Linked DNA regions of Oryctolagus cuniculus: region 1 is linked to region 2. The links are chromatin contacts, called in public Micro-C maps. All regions are on one chromosome and are shown on one strand. Each heading gives the region's core, a stretch centred on a gene start, on an enhancer-like site or on the middle of the called end of the contact. The rest is flanking DNA. Distances are from core to core; before and after follow the strand shown.

Evidence for each region. A called contact is a pair of places that touch in the nucleus more often than the background predicts.
Region 1: a contact with region 2 is called in a Micro-C map of ear pinna, with 4 times the contacts expected there. The contact joins the promoter of KANSL3 here to the promoter of ANKRD23 in region 2. A contact is called at or near these places in 2 of 6 Hi-C or Micro-C datasets (ear pinna and psoas muscle).

What each region holds. Positions count from the first base shown.
Region 1 is chr2:111,076,211-111,083,667 of mOryCun1.1, reverse strand. It overlaps KANSL3 (KAT8 regulatory NSL complex subunit 3), which reads right to left and starts at 2,535. Exons shown (of 20, transcript XR_011386485.1): 1 at 2,446-2,535; 2 at 1,153-1,418.
Region 2 is chr2:110,880,780-110,887,231 of mOryCun1.1, reverse strand. It overlaps ANKRD23 (ankyrin repeat domain 23), which reads right to left and starts at 1,675. Exons shown (of 9, transcript XM_070068768.1): 1 at 1,539-1,675. It overlaps ANKRD39 (ankyrin repeat domain 39), which reads right to left. Exons shown (of 4, transcript XM_002710017.5): 3 at 6,004-6,207; 4 at 1,640-2,003. The coding sequence ends at 1,860. It also overlaps the pseudogene LOC127490436.

The DNA.
Region 1 (7,457 bases), core at 1,286-3,785, 200 kb before region 2:
CCGATATAGCTCTCTACTATAGCCTGGGAAAACAGTGGAAGATGGCTCAAGTCCTTGGGCTCCTGCACCCATGTGGGAGACTCAGAAGAAGCTCCTGGCTCCTGGCTTTCAATTGGCACAGCTCCAGCCATTGCTGGCCATCTGGGGAGTGAACCAGCAATGGAAGATCCCCCCGCCCTGGCCTCTGCCTCTCTGTAACTCTGCCTTTCAAGTAAATAAATAAATCTTAAAAAAAAAAAAAAAAAAAAAAGAGCATGGTTTGATTATCGGAATAAAGCATATCAATAAATCTTGAAATGTGAGGAATTCCTTAAAGCTCAAAAGAACTATCAAACAGATCTCATCTAATGTAACTGTGTCACTTATCACCTGGTAAGTTTATGAAACTTCCTAACTCTAAGATAGGCAAGCTGAAAATATAATTAGACCTAGGAGGGGTTTAGACGATTAACTCATGAATGACAGACAGGTCTGTAACACACTGAGAGAGAAAGCAACATCCTGGGTATGTGCTCCTAATCTGTGTGTGTGAAGCCAGGGAAAGCAAAATTCACTACCATAAAAAAGCTACTGTTGCTACTGTCCAAGAAGCCACCGGACTAAAGTGAAAGGGATCTTATCCCGGATGGCAGTTTTTTAAAAATCAACTTCTCAGTCTTTCTTCACCAGTATAATCCTCTTCAGTTTCCATTTGACCCAAGTTCTATTATCTAAGACTCGGGTGGGGAACGTCTAGCCTGCAGGCGGTAAAGGCCTGGGAAATCCTTTGGTCTGGTTCTGCCTAGGTAACCCGCAGGCAAGACTCAGAATTCAACAAGTCTGTGGAAGGCTAATTTTTAAGCTGATAATTTTATATGGCCCATGATCGATGATATAAGTATGCAAACAGCCCTTGGCAGAAAAGAGCTTCCCCACCCAAGGCTGTTTGCTTTCCCTGGGATATTTTGCTTTCCTAACTCTTGTCAGGCACCATGAATGCACACGTCCATATCCTTGTGTTGCTTTACAGAGACGGTTGAGTTAAACATCCACACTCTCCAGACAATGCCCCCCAATCAGCCCTAAGAAAAAATCACCTCTCATCCCCCAACCAGCTGATCACTGCCCACTTAGGGCAGTGTCAGCCCCTAAGAGAAAAGAGCCCAAACTCACATGGTGGTTTCGTGTTGTCGCCGGGGAGTAACAAAGAGCATGCGTGTGGGGCGGGCACTACTCGCGTCGGGGTGGGCACTCCACGGCTTAGCATAGCTATGATCCAGAAAAACCAGGTCCAGCTCCCGTTCATGCACTGAAAGCTGGAAGAGCAGCGAGGTGCCCATGCGCCGAGCTGAAGTCTGGAAGTCTCTCTCCCCACCCCGGTGGGCCATGTCCATAGACGGGCAGCAAGGTCAAGGCATGGGCAACTGCATGCTCGCCACCTGTGGTGCAAAGTTTCCGTTTAGGTCAATTTATTTTAAATTCCTCCCAGCCTACACCCGCGAATATGCTCACTTTTGTGACCTGCTCATACCCACCATAGGGAGGGTTCCTGAGATCCCACACCACTGCCCAAAATGGCTATGACGCCACGACTTGCTCCATATCCAAGCTCGAACAAAACTGGACCACTGCAGAGCTGACTGATTCCACGGTTCGCGGGGACCTCACAGAGACAGGCACTGAACTTGCGTGGTCAGCACCAAATTCTTCTATGTGGGTGGGAGGGGTCTTAGCAAACAACAGGATATACAAATACGAATTCTTTAAAAGCTGAGGGCCTCTTTCTGCCCACCACGGAGGGTGAACCCGAGTGCGGGCACCAATGGAAAAGCAGGCCAGTGGTGGAGGGCAGGGGGTGGGGGGGACCTCCAAGACGCTCATCTCAGCCAGGGCCCCCTTCCTCAAGTCTCCACTGTCCCGCGTTAAACCAAAGTTTTGCAAACTACTTCGTAACAGCCTGGGTTTTCTTCAACAGAAAAACGAGGGTCTCCCCGCCCCCCACCCGCGCCAGGCCTGGGACAACATGACAGCCTGGAAGCCCTTTCTCTCCCCCGAGGTAGCAAACCGCCCGGTACTCCAGGCACCTGGAGGGGTTCCCGCCACTGAACCGCAAAGCGGCCCACGTTGGACGCAGGGCTTAGGAGTCCCATTTTACAGACCAAGCCGCCGGCTAAGAGAATTAAAGCGACCTGGCCAAGGTCACCGAGAGTTCGCGACGAGGAGGAGCCGCCTGGCACCCGCCCCCCACTCCCGCGGGCCGGGCCAGGCGCCCGCGTCACGGCGGCCCAAACGCGGTCCCCGCCCGCCCCCGGCCCAACCCGCCCGCTCGTCCCTGCCCCGGCCTCCAGCGCCAACTACCCGCATGCCCCGGCAGCCCCGAGGCCCTGGCCGCGGCCCCCACCCGCCCCGGCCGCGGCCGCGACCCCCACGGCCCGCCACCCCCACAGGGGCCGACCCTTCTCTCACCCGCGGTCGCCCGGCCGCGCGCTCGGCCCGGGCCTGCCGCTTGCGCGCGTGCGCGGTGCCGCCTCCACGCCCCGGCGCTCCCGGCTCCGGGGAAAACACGGAAGCAGATCGCTGCCGGGGAAGGGAGGGGCGGCGAGCGGCAAGGCCCGGAGAGGCGCGGGGCGGGGCGGGGAATGCGCGCTCGTCTCGAGGCTGGAGATGGCGGGAAAGTGAGGCCGAAGGACGAAGCTGGCTGCTACAGCCGCTCCCAGCCCAAGGGGTCCCTCGGCCTGTGATGGCCGCCCCGAGGGGAAGGGGGGAGGGCGCCAGACCTCCCACTCCCTGAATTTACTTGTTAGGGGTTTGCTCTTAGCCACAGAAACCACCACAATAAAGATAGATTATAAGGAATAAAAAGGTGCATTGGTTCAAAAACTGCTCTTTAAAAAAAAAAAAAAAACCCTTATCAAAAACAGATGAGGAAAATTTAAAGAAAAACGTCTGTTCGGAGCTTCGCTGAGTGGTGTTGGTTCTTATAATAGGGAACCTGCCCTAAAGGAAGCGGGCTTTGGAGCCACAGTTAGGACAATGTTAGGACAATGCAATACCAGCATCCCCTCTGGAGTGCCTGGCTTTGAACTCTTGACTCTGGATTCCAGCTTCCTGCTGATGCGCACCCTGGGAGGTACCAGGTGATGGCTCACGCACCTGGGTGTCTGCTGCCCCCGTGGAAGACCCTGAGTGAGTCCCCAGCTCCCACCTCTGTCCTGCTCATGGCATGGATCATGTCTCCTTGTCCAGCGAATCCACGCTGTATACGCCACTCGCCATTTCTTCCTGTTCGCATGTGTCTCAATTACTAGAGCAGTCGTGGAGAACTGGAAAGCTTGTGTGCAAGTCACTTCTCTTTGACTTAACAATGGTTCCAAAAGAGTTCCGCGCTGGCAATTTGGATATGCCACACAGCAGGCACCTTAAGTGCATCTTTTTTAAGTGAAAAAGTGAAAGTTCTCTACTCAATAAGTAAAGAAAAAATTGTATGCTGAGATTGCTAAGATCTATGGTAAGACAGAATCTTGTGAAATTGTGGAGAAGGAATATAAATATATATATATATATATATTTGACAGACAGAGTTAGACGGTGAGAGAGAGATAGTGAGAAAGGCCTTCCTTCAGTTGGTTCATCCCCAAAATGGCCGCCACGGCCAGAGCTACGCCAATCCAAAGCCAGGAGTCAGGTGCTTCTTCCTGGTCTCCCATGCGGGTGCAGGGCCCAACCTCTTGGGCCATCCTCCACTGCCCTCCTGGGCCACAGCAGAGAGCTGGACTGGAAGAGGAGCAACCGGGACTAGAACCCGGCACCCATATGGGATGCTGGCACCACAAGTGGAGGTTTAACCAAATGAGCCACAGTGCCAGCCAAAGGTATATTGTTTTAATTGTTCTATTTTGTTCTTATTGTTGTTAATTTCTTACTATGCCCAATTTATAAATTAAACTTTATCATAGAAAAAAAACATAGTTTATATAGGGTTGGTACCATCCTGCGATTCAGCCCTTCAGAGGGAGCCTCGGGGTGCATCCGAGGACAAGGGATGACTGCTGTCCTGGTACAGGTAGAAACAGAGGAGGTCTTGCTTGCTGGGCTCGTGTTGGAGCTGAGATTACAACCCTCCAGACCCGACCTCTACCCTGAACTGCCTCCCCTTCATTGTTTTTTTCTTTTCTTTCTTGAAAGACGAGAGAGAGATTTTTCCATTTGCTGGAATTCTGCAGAAAGTTAAAACACAGAATTACTGTAGGACCTAGCAAGCCCATGCCCAAGTTTATACCCAAGAGACCTGGAATATATGTCCACACAAAAACAACGTATGCATGCTCAGTGTAGCATTATTCACAATAGCTAAAATATGAAACAATCAGAACAGATGTTGTACAGTGGGTTAACTCACTGCTTGGGACGCCCACATCCCATTCCGAGCACCTGGGATGCAGTCCTGTCTCTGCTTCCCATTCACTGTCTGCTACGGCCTAGCCTGGGAGCAGCAGATGCTGGCTCCCTGTCACCCACATGGGAGACCCAAATGGAGTTCCAGGCTCCTTAGAACTGCCCATGCTCTGGCTATTGCAGGCATTTGAAAAGGGAACCAGCAGATGGAAGATATCTCTCTCTCTCTCTCTCTCTCCCGCCCCCCCCCCCATTGCTCTGCCTTTCAAACAAATAGATATTTATCTATTTTTAAAAAACATATGGAAACTGCGGCCGGCGCCGCGGCTCAATAGGCTAATCCTCCGCCTTGTGGCGCCAGCACGCCGGATTCTGTCCCGGTTGCCCCTCTTCCAGGCCAGCTCTCTGCTGTGGCCAGGGAGTGCTGTGGGGAGCAACTCGGACTAGACTGTTACTGGAATTAAGACTTATTCTATGCATCTGCTCTCCCACAATATGGCGCTGAGAAGGAAGTAAACAACTTCTACGCAGCTGCCTCTCGCCAACTTGAGTGATGACCTGCAGGAGCTGATCCTGCTCCTGATTGGAGGAGAGCAGCGTACTCGGCGTGTGGGTAGCAGAGTTGGGGTTGGTGGAAGAGGACTATAAAGGAGGAGAGAGACAACATGCACCAGGAACATCTATCTGAAGGAACACCTGTGCAGCCCCGGAGAGAGCCGGCCGGTGGTGTGCCGCTCCCCCGCGGAAGTGGGGAAAGTGGCCAGGGGGAACCGCCCTTCCACGGAGGTGGGAGGGACGGCAGCCAACCTGGGAAGAACCAGCAGCAAACCCGGGGAGGGCCGAGCAGACGAAAGAACAATGCAGGGTCCTGTGTCGTTCCTCCACGAAGAGGGGGAGCGACATAATGGTGCCGTGACTCGGATATGAAGCCTAGGCAGGGTTTAGTGTCGTTCCTCCATGAAGAGGGGGAGCGACAGAGTGCAGTGGAGGATGCCACCCCATGGGAGACCAGGAAAAGCACATGGCTCCTGGCTCCTGCCATCGGATCAGCGCGGTGTGCTGGCCGCGGCGGCCATTGGAGGGTGAACCAATGGCAAAGGAAGACCTTTCTCTCTGTCTCTCTCTCTCACTATCCACTCTGCCTGTCAAAAAAAAAAAAAATATGGAAACCAATTAAAACGTTAAAAAAAATGGAAACAACCTAAATGTCCATCAACTGATAATTGGATAAACAAAATATGGTATTTCCATGCAATGAACTTATAGAGCCATGAAAAGCAATAAAATACTAATGTTACCACAGCAAGATGAGCCCATCGCCTGCACCCATCAGAAGGCCAAAATACTGAAGTCATGGTCTCTTGTGGTAAGTTCATTACAAGGTAGCCAAGCAAGGAGTCTGGAGCAAATACTCAAAGCTGACTCCTTATCAGCGGCCTGGGGAAAGGTTTTGTGGGTTAGGTAGGAGGGAGCTGGTATGCAGAAACACTGGCGAGGCAAGTTCTGATTGGAGGGGCTTGGAGTCAGACCAGTGTAGTGCTATCGTGTTTTAAGCAGCTCCCTAGAAAAGCAGGAACTTAAAGGGAAAAAGTATACACACGCACACACACACATACACACACACACATTAGGCCCATTGTTAAAGCATAAAATGGAAGAACTTGCAGGAAAAGAGCAGGGAAACCTAACAGGAGGTTTTCCAGTTCAGGGCATGGGGGAATCGTTGTAAAGAGGCAGTCTGACCAGAAAAAGGGGAGGTCTGGTATCACTGATACAAGCTACAAACATGAATAAACTTTGAAAATGCTGTGGATCTGGTATGAACTTTGCCCCTGTTTTCCTTTGAGGTAGTCATTTTTTTTTCTTAATTTTAAAGAGCTTGCTGTTTTATTTTTATAATTTGTATTTACTTATTTTTTATTTGTTTGAAAGACAGATAGAGCAGAGATCGCCCTTCCACTAGTTTACTTCCCAAATGCCTGTAACAGCCACTGCTGGGTCAAGTTGAAGCCAGCAGCCCAGAACTCAACCCAAGTCTTCAATGTGAATAGCAAGCACCCAAGTTCTTGGGCCACCATCTGCTGCCCCCAAGGTTGCATTCATAGGAAGCTGGAATGCAGAGCGGAATCCTGGCATTCTGATGTGGGAAGCGAGCGTCCCACGTGGTGTCTTAACCACTGGGACAGATGACCATTCCACTCCAAGAGCTCATAAAAGCTAATACTCATTTGGATATTAAATATGTTGCAAATGTTTCTCCTAATTTTGATAAATCTCTTAAATTTGATGTATACTTCCTATACATGAATTTTTATTTTTATGCAATCAAATCTGTCAGTCTTTTCCTTTTTAGGGGTATTTTGTGTCATGCTTACTTTGCCTTTTTTATAAACTTATCTTTTAATTTCGTTTTATATGAACTTAGGAAAAAAAAGGCAGAATTACAAAGACAGAGAGAGAGCTCCCATTTGCTGGTTCAGTCCTCAAATGGCCACTACAGTCTGGGCTAGATCAGGCCAAAACCAGGAGTCAGGAATTCCATCCTGGTCTCACGTGGGTGGCAGGGATCCAAGTCATTCACTGATTTCCCAGGTGCGTTAGCAGTTGCGTTAGCAGGGAGCTACATGGGGTGGAGAGGCCAGGACTTGCAAGCAGTGACTCAACCTACTGAGCAACAATGCCAGCCATTTAATGTGCTTTTGTGTCACTAACAAAGCAAAAAGCCTTATGTTATATTTTGATTTCAAGCAAAACTACCAGGAAGTACTTTTTATTTTTTAATCTACTGCACTAGGGATGGGTGTTGTAGTGCAGAGGTTAAGCCACCTCTTGGGATGCCCACATCAAATATTGAAGTGCCTGAGAATCCAATCCTGCCTGCACTTCTGGTCTAGCGTTCCTACTTATGTGCTGTCTGGGAGGCAGCAGAAGGAGGCTCACGTATTTGAGTCCCTGCCACCCACAGGGGAGAGCAGAGTTGAATTCCAGGCTCCAACCTTCAGCCCGATCCAAGTGCTCAGAAGTAGAGCAGCTGGGACTTGAACTGGTATCCATATGGGATGCCACCATTGCCGGAGGCAGCC
Region 2 (6,452 bases), core at 426-2,925:
GGACACCTTTCCCACCTTGCTGCGTTCGCACCCGCCAGGGAAGAGACCAGTTTGGGCTTCCATGTTGTTGGAAGTCTGGCTGCCTGGGAAACTTCCAAGACCCGGCCCAGTGACCTTGGCACAAGCTGGCCAGAATCCTGCAGGGAAGAGCTGGCCTCTACATGACAATGCACAAACAGCTCTGTGTGATCTCAAGGCTGCCCCCATCCCTCCTGCCTCCCATGCCGGCAGCCCGAGTTACGCTGTGCCAGCCACTGTGGGGGGGCTGGGCCTCGCAAATGTCTCCCATGCTCCCTGTGGGTCCCCACCAGACACCCCCAGCCATGAGTGCACCCTCCACAGGGAAGGGGGGCTGCGGTCGGCCCCGGGTCCCAGGATGTAGCAGGAACCATGAAACCAGCCCCAGAGCAGTCTGTCTCAGGCCACCGTAAGCAAAAGTCCTGGATCTCAGGCCCATCGCCCAGCGGTGACCTTTGCGAGGAAACCTGAGAGCCAGTAAATAAGATTCCAGAGCCCAGCGGCCGCCATCGCCAGACAGCAGGGAGCGCCGGGGTCAGCAAGGGCCAAAGGCCAGCAGCTCTGGCCGTGAAGTCCAGAAGCTCACACAACAGAACCCGAGACAGTGAAGAAACTAAGCTCTGGGGTTTCAGGGGATTTTTTTTTCCGACAGAACTCTTTGGCTACAAGAGGAAAGACTCACCCAGACTAGAACGAGGACAAGTGGACAAGAAAAAGTCAGACTTCAGCCTGTGCGCCTCGGCCTCTGAGCACAGGGGCATTGCAATCAGCAGGCTCCACCCCAGACACTCAGCAAAAAAGCACTCGCCCTGCCAGGGCTAGCGCTGATTTTAAAAAGTCTTCCTAATTAAAAACCCAAAAGTAAACAGGAAGTCCAGGGCCTGCCGGCCCAGGGGAAAGCCCGCGTGGGTGCCGGGAGAAGGCACGCGCTCCCTGCTCTCCTGGCTCTCCTCCGCCCAGCTGCAGCTCCAGACGCACGCACCCTTTGCTGGAAGCGGCCTCGGGCCCCTAGCCCAGGCAGCACCGCCTCTGCGGGGGGCCCCCCAGGCTGAGTGCCTGCACGTGAACCTCCCTGCAGCCACGGGGGAGCAGTCCAGAAGCGCCAGATTCCTGGCTCTGCTCATTTAAATACATGTGGCCAGACTGCCACCTACCGTGACTGTACCGGTTTCCGTGGCCAGACACCAACAGAGTTAAGTGACAGCATGACAGAAGAAATTTGAAACGAATGGACATAAATGTACGTGTAAAACAGAGGATCGATATGCCGAATATAAACGGCTTTTCTGGGTCAAGAAAAGAAATCGACACGGGCGGGAAGCAGTATTCCCCTCACTGTAACTCGCCCGCAGACTAAAGCAGCAGCGCCCTCTGCCGGTCACAGGCCGGAAGGAGTGGGTTCCGACCCTGCCAGCACTGAGCACGTCTGGAGCAGGAACTAAGCAAAGCACTCGCCACGGAGCTCCCCTCCCCCAGTCCCCACGGTGGCCCTGGGGCGGGCCCCCTGTAACCACTCTCACCTCGGACCAGCCACCGGGGGACCGACGGAGCAGGGGCAGCTCTCGCCACGGGCGCCGCACTTGTGTGCTCTGATTTTTGGTCGTTCATCTTGAGGTTTATCTTTGTGGGCGGAGGTAGGGATTTGACTTTATTGGTTTTTCCAAATGGATGGACGTTCCCACAGGACCTGATTCAGAACATGATCGCCTGTCCGGGCGCAGGCACGTCCCGCCCCACCAAACCTCCTCCCTCACATCCACGGAGGCCCGGCGGGGTTCTTCCGGGGTCTTCTGGCCTCAGTTTCCCTCCGCACAGCGTGCGGCAGGAGGGCGGCCTCTCTCTCAGGCGGCCAGCAGGTCCCGCAGGTCGCTGTGGCTGGGCAGCAGGTCGCAGGCCAGCCGCGCCTTCCGGTCGCGGACCGCCTTCAGGGCCGGGCTGTGCTGCAGCAGCAGGGAGCAGATGTCCACGTGGCCCTTCTCCGCAGCCTGGGGACAGACACACCCAGGTCAGGCTCACCCCTGCCAGACCCTGCCCCTTCTTGCTCCTCTGAGATCCTGAGGAAGCGGGCCAAGGCCGGCCTGAGGCGGTTTCCTCGAACTCCTTTAGAAACCCAGCGACTCTCCAGGAGGCGGTGGAGGGCCCAGGGCCCTCTGGCGGGAGCCCGTCTTTCTTTCTATGTCTCCACCCTGTGGCCACTGCTGGCTTGGGTCAGAGCCACACAAACAGCTCGGCCATTCAGCCATCACCTGCAGGGTGCTGGGCGCCACGGGCAGCCGCCAGACGAGCTCGGGTTCCCAGCCTTCTCTTCTCCTTTGAGACACGGATCCTCATTTGGGCATCACTTTAAGATTTGTTTATTTATTTGAAAGGCAAAGCTAAGAGCGGGGGAAGGGAGAGGGACTGCTCTTCTATCTGTTGGTTCACTCCCCAAGATGGCCACAATGGCCAGCAATGGGCCAGGCTGAAGCCAGGAGCTTCTTCCAGGTCTTCCACACTGGTGCAGGGGCCCAAGCACTGGAGCCATCTTCCACTGCTTTCCCAGGCCATAGCAGAGAGCTGGATTGGAAGTGGAGCAGTCGGGACTAGAACTGGCGCCCACATGGTGCCACAGCACCGGCCCCTGGGCAGCAATTCCTAAATGTCGCTAAAGGTAACCGAGGTAAGCGACTGTGTAGCTTACCTTTCCCGATACCTCTCGGAGGTGGGAATCGCCACTACTGCCCCAGACAGACTGCAGCGCACAGAAGCGAAGCAACTTGCCCGAGGTCCCCGAGCTGCCGTGGCAACGTGGGGATGCGAAGTCGGCCCTGCTGACGGCTGGGCTCTGTACCTTCCCCGCACCTCCCAGCAAACTGACGGACGCCAGGGGCCCGCACAGGGCGAGAAGCAGCCCCAGAATCCACCACGGGACCTCCGGAGCCCGAACCTTCACGCAGCAGGTCCTCCTGGTGAGCGCAGACCCGGCTGTGGCTTCTGTCTCGCTGCCTAGTTCAAGCAGCGGTCTGCTGTGAGCAGGGCGAGATGCGGCCCCAAGAATTCCTCACGGAAAGCAAAATACCAGGGGCCGCACTGTGGTGCAGCAGGCTAGGCTGCTGCCCGTGACGCCGGCACCCCACGTTGGAGTGCTGCTCCAAGTCCCAGCTGCTGCTCCTCCAATCCAGCTCCCTGCAATGTGCTTGGGAAGGCAGAGGAAGATGGCCTAAGTGCTAGGGCCCCTGCACCCATGTGGAGACTCAGACGGAGATCTTGGCTCCCGGCTTTGGCCTGGCCCAGCCCTGGCTGTTGCGGCCATTTGGGGAGTAAGCCACAGGGAGCTCTCTCTCTGTTTCTCCCTCTCTGTCACTCTGCCTTTTAAATAAACAGAATAAATCATTAAAAAAAAGTTTGCAAATAGCTTATTTTAAAACCTAGCAAAGAAGAATAACTTCCAGCCCTCACACATTTTCCCTGTCCACATGAGAGAACAGGGGATGCGATGCATCTAAAGTGCTGCGCCCCCGTGGGTGACGCCAGCCAGGTGAACATGGAGCACCCTGCCTGTAAACACCCACCATGTGAACTGTGGTGATGAAACGTCGGAGCGACACCACTTCACACCATTAAGACCTAGGCAGTCTGCCCAGCCAACTGGCAAGGATTAAGAAAAACCCGACACCCAGCTGTCTGTTCAGCACATACTTGTGGAGCACCTGTGCCAGGGCTGCCACAGGGGTGAGATAAAGGCCCAGCTGTCTCCAGGGAGAGACAGGCGGCCAGTGGGGAAGCTCAGGGTCACAGCAGTCAGGCAACCTCGCGTCCAGGGAGCACATGGCTGGGCAGGTCTGGGGGTCAAGGGCGGGTAGGGTTGGGAGGGAGGAAGGGAGGGTGTGCATGTGTTACAGTCCAGAAGGAAGCGTAAAAGGGGCCCACGTAAAAAGGGATGGGACAGGCATCTAGAAAGGAGGAATAGCGTCTGACGTGTGGCCCTGGGGAGACAGAGTAGTAAATTAAGGAAGATCAGCAGGTCCTTGGGGTAAGGGACACATGGATAAGAACTCGGAATAAAACGGAGAGGGTGGTGGGAGCTGTCCCTAGAAGGGAACAGAAAGCCTCTGGAGGATTCCAAATGCGCATGATCAGAACCACTTTTTTTTTAAAGATTTTATTTATTTTTATTTGAGAGTTAGAGTTACAGACAGTGAGAGGGAAGGACAGAGAGAAAGGTCTTCCCTCTGTTAGTTCACTCCCCAAATGGCCACAGTTGAGCCGATCCAAAGCCAGGAGTCAGGAGCTTCTTCCAGGTCTCCCACGTGGGTGCAGGGCCCAAGGACTTGGGCCATCCTCCACTGCTTTCCCAGGCCACAGCAGAGAGCAGGATTGAAAGAGGAGCAGCTGGGACTTGAACCTGCACCCATATGGGATGCCAGTGCCACAGGCAGAGGATTAACCTACTGCGCCATGGCACCAGCCCCCAGCACCACTTTTTAAAATTTATTTTCTGGGGCCGGCTCTGTGGTGTAGTGGGCTAGGCCTCGACCTGCAGTGCTGGCATCCCATACAGGTGCTGGTTTGTGTCCCGGCTGCTCCTCTTTTGATCCAGCTCTCTGCTATCGCCTGGGAAAGCAGCAGAAGATGGCCCAAGTCCTTGGGCCCCTGCACCCACGTGGGAGACCCAGAAGAAGCTCCTGGCTCCTGGCTGTGGATTGGCCCAGCTCCAGCTGTTGCAGTCATTTGGGGAGTGAACCGGTGGGTGGAAGCTCCCCCTCTCTCTCTCTCCCTCTAAGTCTGTAACTCTGCCTCTCACATAAATAAATCTTAAAAAAAAAAAAAAAAAAAGTATTTCCACTGTGGATGCCCTGGGAGGGCGCTCTCCCTGGCTCTGTCCAGGGGCTTTGTCCTGTGCTGTACAGCCCCTCCCCACAACGCTGGAGATGACGTGGGCCTGGCGTCTGCGCCTGCAATTCCTGCAGCTTCCCCAAGTCCTGCAGGCAATGGCTGCGGAGATGAGCCGTGCAGGAAACACGTCTAAGCAGGCTGGAGTCTCACGGTAGAGTGAGAGGCTTCGGAATGTCATCTCAGATTCACTATCTCTCAGGGGAGCAGAGGAGCCACTCTGGGGCCCGGGCTCCCTTGTCTAGCAGGGAGAGCTGGTAAAGGATTCAAAAAATAAATAAAACAACTTGGGAATGCAGCAGGTTTGAAAAATCTTGGGCACATTTGTAGATTTTGGGGATTCAAGAGTTTCCAAATAATTGAATGGTACAAATGTGAAAGCATTAGAAGCTAGATTATTTAAAAAGACCAATGTATTTTATTTCTGATATAAATGTTTGCAGTTCACCTAAGGAAACTAAAAATATTGATGTATTGTGAACTGATATAAAGATGACTGTTCATTAAAAATATAGATTTTTATTCACTTGAAAGGCAGAGCAACCGAGACACGTGGCCCCAGTACCTGAGCCGTGACCTGCACCCAGGATGTATTTCAGCGGGAAGCCTGACTGGACACAGGTGAGACTCCAACCCAGGCACCCCAATACAGGATGCAGATATCCCAGGCAGCAGCTTAACCCCCTGGGACACAACACCCTGCCAGAGCCACTTGTTAAAATCCTCGCCCTCTGGAGCTAGTGCTGGGGTGCAGAGCAGCGCCGGCATCCCATACAGGTGCTGGATTGCATCCTGCTGCCCCACTTCCAATCCAGCTCCCTGCTAATGTGCAGCAGATACACCCGTGTGGGGGACCTGGATGAAGCTCCTGGCTTCTGGCTTCAGCCTGGCCCAGCCCTGGCCACTGTGTCCACTTATGGAGTGACCCAGTAGATGGAGATCTCTCTCTTTCTACCTCTCCCTCTCTGTAACTCTGTTTCCTATAAATAAATAAATCTTTTCAAACAGTCATTCCTCTGGAAGAAATTCAAGGTGGCAGCAAGGGAGGAATGTATTGACATACGTATGTCATAAATGCGCATAAACTGCCTCTCAGAGGGTGAGGGGGCCTACCTTATGCAGACTGGTCATGCCGTCATCGTCCACCAGCCTCGGGTTGCAGCCGTGGGACAGCAGCAGCCGAGCGATCTCCGTGTGCCCGCAGTAGCTGGCCCGGTGCAGCGCGGTGGCGCCCCCGTGGGTCTGGGCATCGCACTTAGCTCCGCTCTCCAGCAGGAACTGGCACACGGCGTAGTGTCCGTTGCGACTGGCGTAGTGCTGCGGGGAGTGAGGTCAGACAGCGGACTCTGGGCGGGCTCGGGGCCTGCACACGCGCAGGGGCCAGCCCCAGCGGCTCTGTGACCTGGGCGAGCTTCTTGACATCTAGATTCATCCTCCTCAACAGGGAAGACGGGGACACGAGCACTCCTCTCTCCTGGGACTGTCACGAGACAGAACTGAGCAGCTGACAGAAAGCTGGGATGCTCATTTGAAAACCCGGTTCACAGGACAGTTAAGAGAGC